2 separate regions of the Zea mays genome follow, and region 2 is linked to region 1. Evidence: chromatin contacts called from public Hi-C data. All regions are on one chromosome and are shown on one strand. Each heading gives the region's core, a stretch centred on a gene start, on an enhancer-like site or on the middle of the called end of the contact. The rest is flanking DNA. Distances are from core to core; before and after follow the strand shown.

Region 1 (3,401 bases), core at 356-2,855:
AATAGAGATTTTAGCTAGTTTGTTAAACACTATTTTATGTATAATACTTTAGTATTTAAGAATACAACAGTATTCTTTCAAAACTATAAAAAAATTTCACTTCCAAACACCCACTAAGTTGGGTTTCTACAGCTTGTCGATACCGCTGCTGCTTAGGTGCTCGCGAAACAGTTACATGATAAATTAAAAGGTGTGAAATTTTGGTGGTGACGGGACTGAAATACCTCTGCTTGATGGAGGCCTGTAACTGTTAAAAGTTGCCACATTTGTTATGTGCAGCGGGGTTTTAAGATAAGCTAATCGTGTTAGCAGAAACAAACAGCTAGGCAACCGAAGGTTACGGAACGCTTTTCACTAAACAAGAGTACCAAATGCAAGAAGATAGTATGTACAGTACATACTCTGTCTGAACTCTGAACACCTTATTCCAGCAGAAAGCTAGTTGTTGAACTAGGGAAGACACTGCCATGCAATGGGATGTGAAGTGTGTACATATATGCCTATATGGTCGCCATGAAACATTATTGGCTAAGCTGCAGCGTTACATGCGAGGAACCTTCTACTCCTTGGGCCTCTTGACAATGAGGACCGGGCATTTGCAGTTCTGCGCGCAGTGGTTGCTGACGCTGCCCAAGAACGCCCTGCAGCAATGTTCATTTGAAACGAAGATAAACGAGTGAGTAGATTGCTGCCTCACAGGGATAATTGCAGGCCAAGAAAAAAAAAGGATCTGAAGCACTTGTCGCCCTCGACAGACTCCTGACGTGACTCAACTTGTGTAATCCTTGTCCGATGTGTTGATTTTTGGACAAGACGGAAAGGGTCTAGTACCATGTATGATCAGTGTCAGTATCAGCTCACCTCTGGATGAAGCCGTAACCATGGCTGCCCATGACGAGCAGGTCCGCGGCCATCTTGTTGGCTGCGTCGCAGATGACGTCCCGCGGGTCCCCGCTCTCCACCGTCGTCTCCACCTTGACGTGCGGGTGGTCGGCGCAGACGCGCTTGGCCTTGTCGACCGCCGCCGCCGAGACCGCGTTGGCGTGCCTCTCAACGCTCGCCAGCACGTCCGAGGTCATCATGTACCCTGCAGGCAGGATCCAGGGCATCAGCGCCTCTTCCATTTACTGATACTTGTGAGCTTCAACGCCCGGCCGGCTCCATATGATCTGGAGAAATTTACATCTGCGGCGGTAGTAATACCTGCGCTGTCCATGGCGGCGTAGACCGGGCGCGGGCGGCGGGCGTGGACGAGCACCAGCGTGTCGCCTCCTGCCGGGGAGACGACGTTGGCGAGGCACCAGTTGAGCGCGTGCAGGCTCTCCTCGCCCTCGTCCACGGCCACCATGATGCGGCGCCCGGCACTGGAGGCGGCGACGGCGGCAGTTTCCATGCAGGACGCACTGGATCGATCGGTGAACGATTGTTGCTTGCAAGGGGGTGAGAACAGAGAAGAGGATAGAACAATCAAATGGATGCTACTGCCTGACAATTGAGGAGAGCAGTCCGCTTTAAAGGAGAGAGGACAAAGCCGTCGTGCTGCAGCAAAGCTCTTGTGCTTCACGGCTGCTGCGGCGCCATGATGGGCTATCCGCGTCACCCTGCGACTCTGCCCTGGGTTTGGGGCGCCCGCGGCCGCCGCTGGGTTTCCTCTCCTCAGCCTCACGCCCTCGTACGGCTTTTCTCGTTTCCCGAAACGCCCATGCGGTGTTCTTCAGTGGGCCAACCAACCGACTGAACAGTGGAGCGAGCGACCAGGGGTATTGTTGCCATTATCTGATTATTACTTTCTGGTTGATTTTACAAGAGAGTCCGAATGGAACAGTGAGGATGATACCGTGGTTAGCGGCAGCTGTTTTGGATGTTGGATTTTGACGAAGGCACACGGTTTTGCTTTTGCAGGGCATGAACCCACGACGCCTGTGCCTCTTGGGCTTTGTTTGCCTGCGATCCAGTCAGAGTCAGGCAGGGGGTCTGTGCAGATGTTGGGCTGCGATGGGCCCTATTATCTTTTCCCTCTCGGCCTCAGACAAGACCTTTCACTTGAGAACCTTCCCGTGATCCCGTCCGAGCGCCTCCTCGACAGGAGCAGCGTTCCCGGAATATTTGCAATTTTGCAATTCACAAGAGTTGTTTATTTGCTATTTTACCATTTGTCTATGATTTATGGATTCATCTATGTCTATATTTTATGGACACGATAACATATTAGCGATGCCCACTGCTGGTGATAGTGAAATTGCAAATCCCTCTAATATTCCATCTTCTGGTCCAACCAGCAGCAACAGATATGCCGACCATCAACGAACATGTACAACCTGATTCGCTGAATCGGTTTTCTATGTAAAGATGCAACTAAAAACTGTATAATATAATAAGATGTCTTTAAATCAATTACAATATAAATTTAGTTAAGAGCCAATATATATAAAAAGTTGTATATAGATTGACCTTTCATGAAGAGATCATCTCTCGTTTTTTTAATTTAACCTCTTAGATACCCTTAAGAGAACACTCAAGAGACGAGCATACCCTAAGAATTGTGCAGCGGCCCCACAGGAAAGCAACTTTGAACCACTGGCCCACACGAGGAAGCTTTCGGGTAGCACATATTGAGAAACAGCGTCGTTGAAGATCCTAGATCCAGACCTAGAACCCTCCCGTCAACAATGGAGATGTGAGGAAGATGTAGAAACCCGTTTTCTTCCCTTCCCCTAGCGACATAGCACAAGAGACAGAAGACAAGATGTGGAAACTCTTTCCTTGTTATTCATTATGAGGGGGTACAAATTCATTATATAGAAAAGTATAGCCGCTCAGGAGTATGTTTGGCCCACACGAGGAAGCTTTCGGGTAGCAGATATTGAGAAACAACGTCGTTGAAGATCCTAGATCCAGACCTAGAACCCTCCCGTCAACAATGGAGACGTGAGGAAGATGTAGAAAACCCGTTTTCTTCCCTTCCCCTAGCGACATAGCACAAGATACAGAAGACAAAAGACGTGGAAACTCTTTTCTTGTTATTCATTATGAGGGTGGTACAAATTCATTATATAGAAAAGTATAGCCGCTCAGGAGTATGTTTGGTATTAGCCCACATAACCCTTCGTATGGTTTCTTAGCACTCTCCCTTAGACGAATACCGCGACGAATTCATGCCTCGTTAAAACTCCAAAAAAACTCTAGTGAAAAAATGAAGTGTATAGTTTCACTTCATGTATTGCACTTGATGCCTTATTAAAACCATCTATGAGAAACTTCAAGGAAACTGAATGGAGAAAAGAGTACAACGAGGGTCTTCAGGACAACGACAACCTTCAAGACTATATAGCTTACGATCTTCAGGATCGAATAACAAGGGCTAAAATTCAAGGATGCTTTCCCCCTGAATCCTGCAAATC
Region 2 (3,401 bases), core at 327-2,826, 270 kb after region 1:
GCGCAGGTCCAGCACGTGCAGCTCGTTCACCTTCTTGCCGCCGTTGGTGCCCCCGAACACGAGCATCCGGTGGCCCACCAGCGCGGCGCCGTGGCTGTCCCGCGTGCCCGGCCGCTGCCCCGTCGTGGCCAGCGCGCTCCACGCCATCGTCTCCACGTCCAGCGTCACCACGTCGCTGAAGTGCAGGCCGCCGCAGCATCCCTGGAGTTAAAGAATCGCGTCGCGTCACAGCAGCTCCGACACCAACCACAAAGAAACGGATTGCAGAATGATTGCTCGTTCGTTCGATCTGATCAACATCACTGTGGAAGTGGAACCATGTGTCGGATCGTCCAGCAGAGGACGGCGTCCGGGTCGGTGCAGTAAGTAGCACCCATCCAATTGCTGCTGGCATTCAACATTTTTCTCTTTGCGTGACCACTGACCATACCATCATCCCAGCAGCACACAATCAGGGGGAAGCTTAAACGCGGGGCGGAGTGGTCCTCGCCTGGCCCAACCCAAGCGGACGGGGGAAAGAGGAACAAGAGCGAAAAGGCTATCTTCTTCCTTTTTCCCATCCACTCGTCCTACTCTACTCCTGCTGCAGTGCATTTGACGCTAAACCACTGAAACCTCAGCTCAAATTAACAAACTGGATTGCAGATGGGGCGGGTTCTGCTTAGCACAACCGAGGACATCAGCTTAAAAAACCTTTTTTTTCCCGTTATGGACAAGGACTCCCTCGCTTTTGGTGAAAGCTACACGACATTTTGCTTGCTGGCTTGCTACACTACAGCAGCGGGACAAAACACAGCTCCAGAGGATGAACACCAGAGATGATAAACAACCTTTTGTCCAAAATAATCTACCCTCAGCCGGTAGAGGCGGGGTCATAGCTCAAACCACCACCAGCATGCGTCTTCTTCCTGATGAACTAGTTCGCAGCTACCAGTAAGTATTAAGCTTCCATATCACTAGCAACTAAATAGTATAGCTGTACTAGGAGGCATCAAATTCAAGAAAGACGCGAAATCTGTAGAAGAATTCAGAGCGAAAACATGGCCGGATAAGACGGGATCAAGAGGATGGAACAGAACCGCAGGCGTTGGTTGATGGACATCATATCATCATACGATAGGATACATACCCCAAAGACGTAGACGACCCCTTCGAAGAAGCAGGCGGAGTGGCCCCACCTCTCCGGCGGGTTGAAGCCGACCACCTTGGGGTACAGCCACATTGCCTTCCTCTGCCGCTCCATGCCTCTGCTTTCTGGAGAAGAAGAGGAGGGGAAAGGAAGCAGAGTGGTAGAGACTGCCGACTCGACTGGAGAGAGATGAGGAGGGAGACAGCAGGTGGCAAAGGGAGATATGGAGGGAGGGAGAGAGAGACGGAGCGACTGAGCGAGCGAGCGGGCGTTTTCACAAGGTGTCACACCAGCCGTCTCTGTTGCTGATGAGATTTGCCACAAAGGAGAGAGCGCTCTCCAGCTAGTGAGGCATCACACGTCAATCAATCGGTCGCTCGCTCGCTCGCTTTCACTCGGGAGATGGACATGGACATGAAAAGATAGGGCCTTTCAACTCATGTCCAAGGTTCTCCCAGTCGCGGCGGGTCGCCCGCCCTACCCCCAGCTATGAATACTGGCGACCGAGCCGCTGCTGCTGCTGCGTGGAGGCGACGGAGGCGAGTGGGGACACGAGTGACCTTGCGATGCAAAGGCGCCCTGCTCTGCTCTCCTATACTATGGTCTGATACTCTGATTCTCCGTGGTGTGGTGTGACCACGTACTACACACTCCACTGGTAGGAGTAGAGTGAGTAGTAGTAACAGCCGCGCAAGGCAGCATCTATTACTGGCTACTGCTGCTATGAAAATACAGCATGAAATGAAGAGGCGGACTAGACTGGACTGGACTGGACTGGATGGTGTGGGCGTGTATGGGGAAACGTGTGCCTGGGAGTGTGTGAGGGAGTATCAAATTGCACACCTACATGGCTACAGTACACTCCACGCTGACGGACTACCGACGAACCAGGGCTTTGGTTTGGCTTGGGTTGGAAAACGGGGGGTTGTGATTTGTTCAAAATTATGGGGTTTTGGGATTGGGATGCATTGCGGTGCGTGGCCGTGATGCCATGGGAAGCTGTGCCTTTTGTAGTCTATATATTTAAATTTTACTCTACGAAACATTATAGTCTATAATGCATAACAGTATAAAACAGTGTTTTGGATAACCATATAGATAAACTTTTTTATACGGTCTTAGGGTGAGTACTTTGGTGGTGTTTAGCTCCTTACAAATTTTGAGAAGTTAGATACCACAACAAATTCTATTATCTAATTATATATTTAGATTATGAGATTCTGGTACAAAATCCAATACAAAATTCAAACATTGTTTGGCTAATAATAAAAAGATTGTAGAATGAGATTCTAGAAATGATGCACGAACCAAACACGCCCTAAGAGCTAAGTATAATAACAGGCTATAAACATGTTAAATACTGAGGTGGAGGAAATAGAAGAAAAACATGTGTAAACTTATAGCCAGCTCAAACACAAAAACAAAGACGCTTTGTGAGAGAGACAATTAATTGTGAAAAGCTAACTACTATATAGATGGGCTAAGGGGTAGGCTGCAAAGATTCTTATAGCCAGTGTTCGGCTATATTATTATACTTTCTCTAGTAAGATGCATAGCCTCAATTTAGATACCAAGTAAAATAGTAACTTAGTATCCTAATAATAAAAAGGAGAGATAAAAGATAATCTATTATATAAGAAACTACTTTCTACACGAGAATCAAGATAAAAATACATATGATTTGGCGATACGAAGCAAGTGCTTAGATGAAAATTTAATTAAAAAACATGTTCACCAAAAATATAGTTTCTATGTATAAGATATATTATCTAGCAAACATAAAAATTATACCATAAATTATATTTGGAATTGTCCTTATTTTATCTACAGTGCAACTCAACAAAGTATCATATTTAATCCTCTATCCTCGACACTTTTTAATATAAAAATATGTCAGCGTCTCGGAAAAGACATACCTCCGACTCGTACCATGACACGTGCAAGGATCTTATCATCAGCAAATTACCAGATTGACTTGCATAGGTCCACAAGCATTGGGACCCATGACCAGGAAAAGACTACAAGACCCCATGCCTTGAGATGTGTGCAATAGGCCCTCCCTAGGGGCTCCTTGTGCAGAAGATAAGAAGCAACAACATAAGAAAGTTCAAGAGCACTCAAGTGGAAGACTTTCTTCAGAGATAGGGAATCAAGCATGAGTTCTCCTCTCCCTATTCACCACAATAGAATGGTGTGGTGGAAAAGAAGAACAAAACTCTAATTGATATGACGATGACCATGCTTGAGGAATACAAGACATCAGATCGGTTTT

The links. A called contact is a pair of places that touch in the nucleus more often than the background predicts.
Region 2: a contact with region 1 is called in a Hi-C map of endosperm, with 3 times the contacts expected there. The contact joins the promoter of LOC100384701 here to the promoter of LOC100194015 in region 1. A contact is called at or near these places in 3 of 25 Hi-C or Micro-C datasets (bundle sheath, endosperm and leaf).

What each region holds. Positions count from the first base shown.
Region 1 is chr8:37,491,805-37,495,205 of Zm-B73-REFERENCE-NAM-5.0, forward strand. It overlaps LOC100194015 (universal stress protein), which reads right to left and starts at 1,606. Exons shown (of 3, transcript NM_001139078.1): 1 at 1,204-1,606; 2 at 862-1,087; 3 at 340-641. The coding sequence starts at 1,393. The coding sequence ends at 560.
Region 2 is chr8:37,764,669-37,768,069 of Zm-B73-REFERENCE-NAM-5.0, forward strand. It overlaps LOC100384701 (Galactose oxidase/kelch repeat superfamily protein), which reads right to left and starts at 1,577. Exons shown (of 9, transcript NM_001177176.1): 1 at 1,130-1,577; 2 at 1-201. The coding sequence starts at 1,243.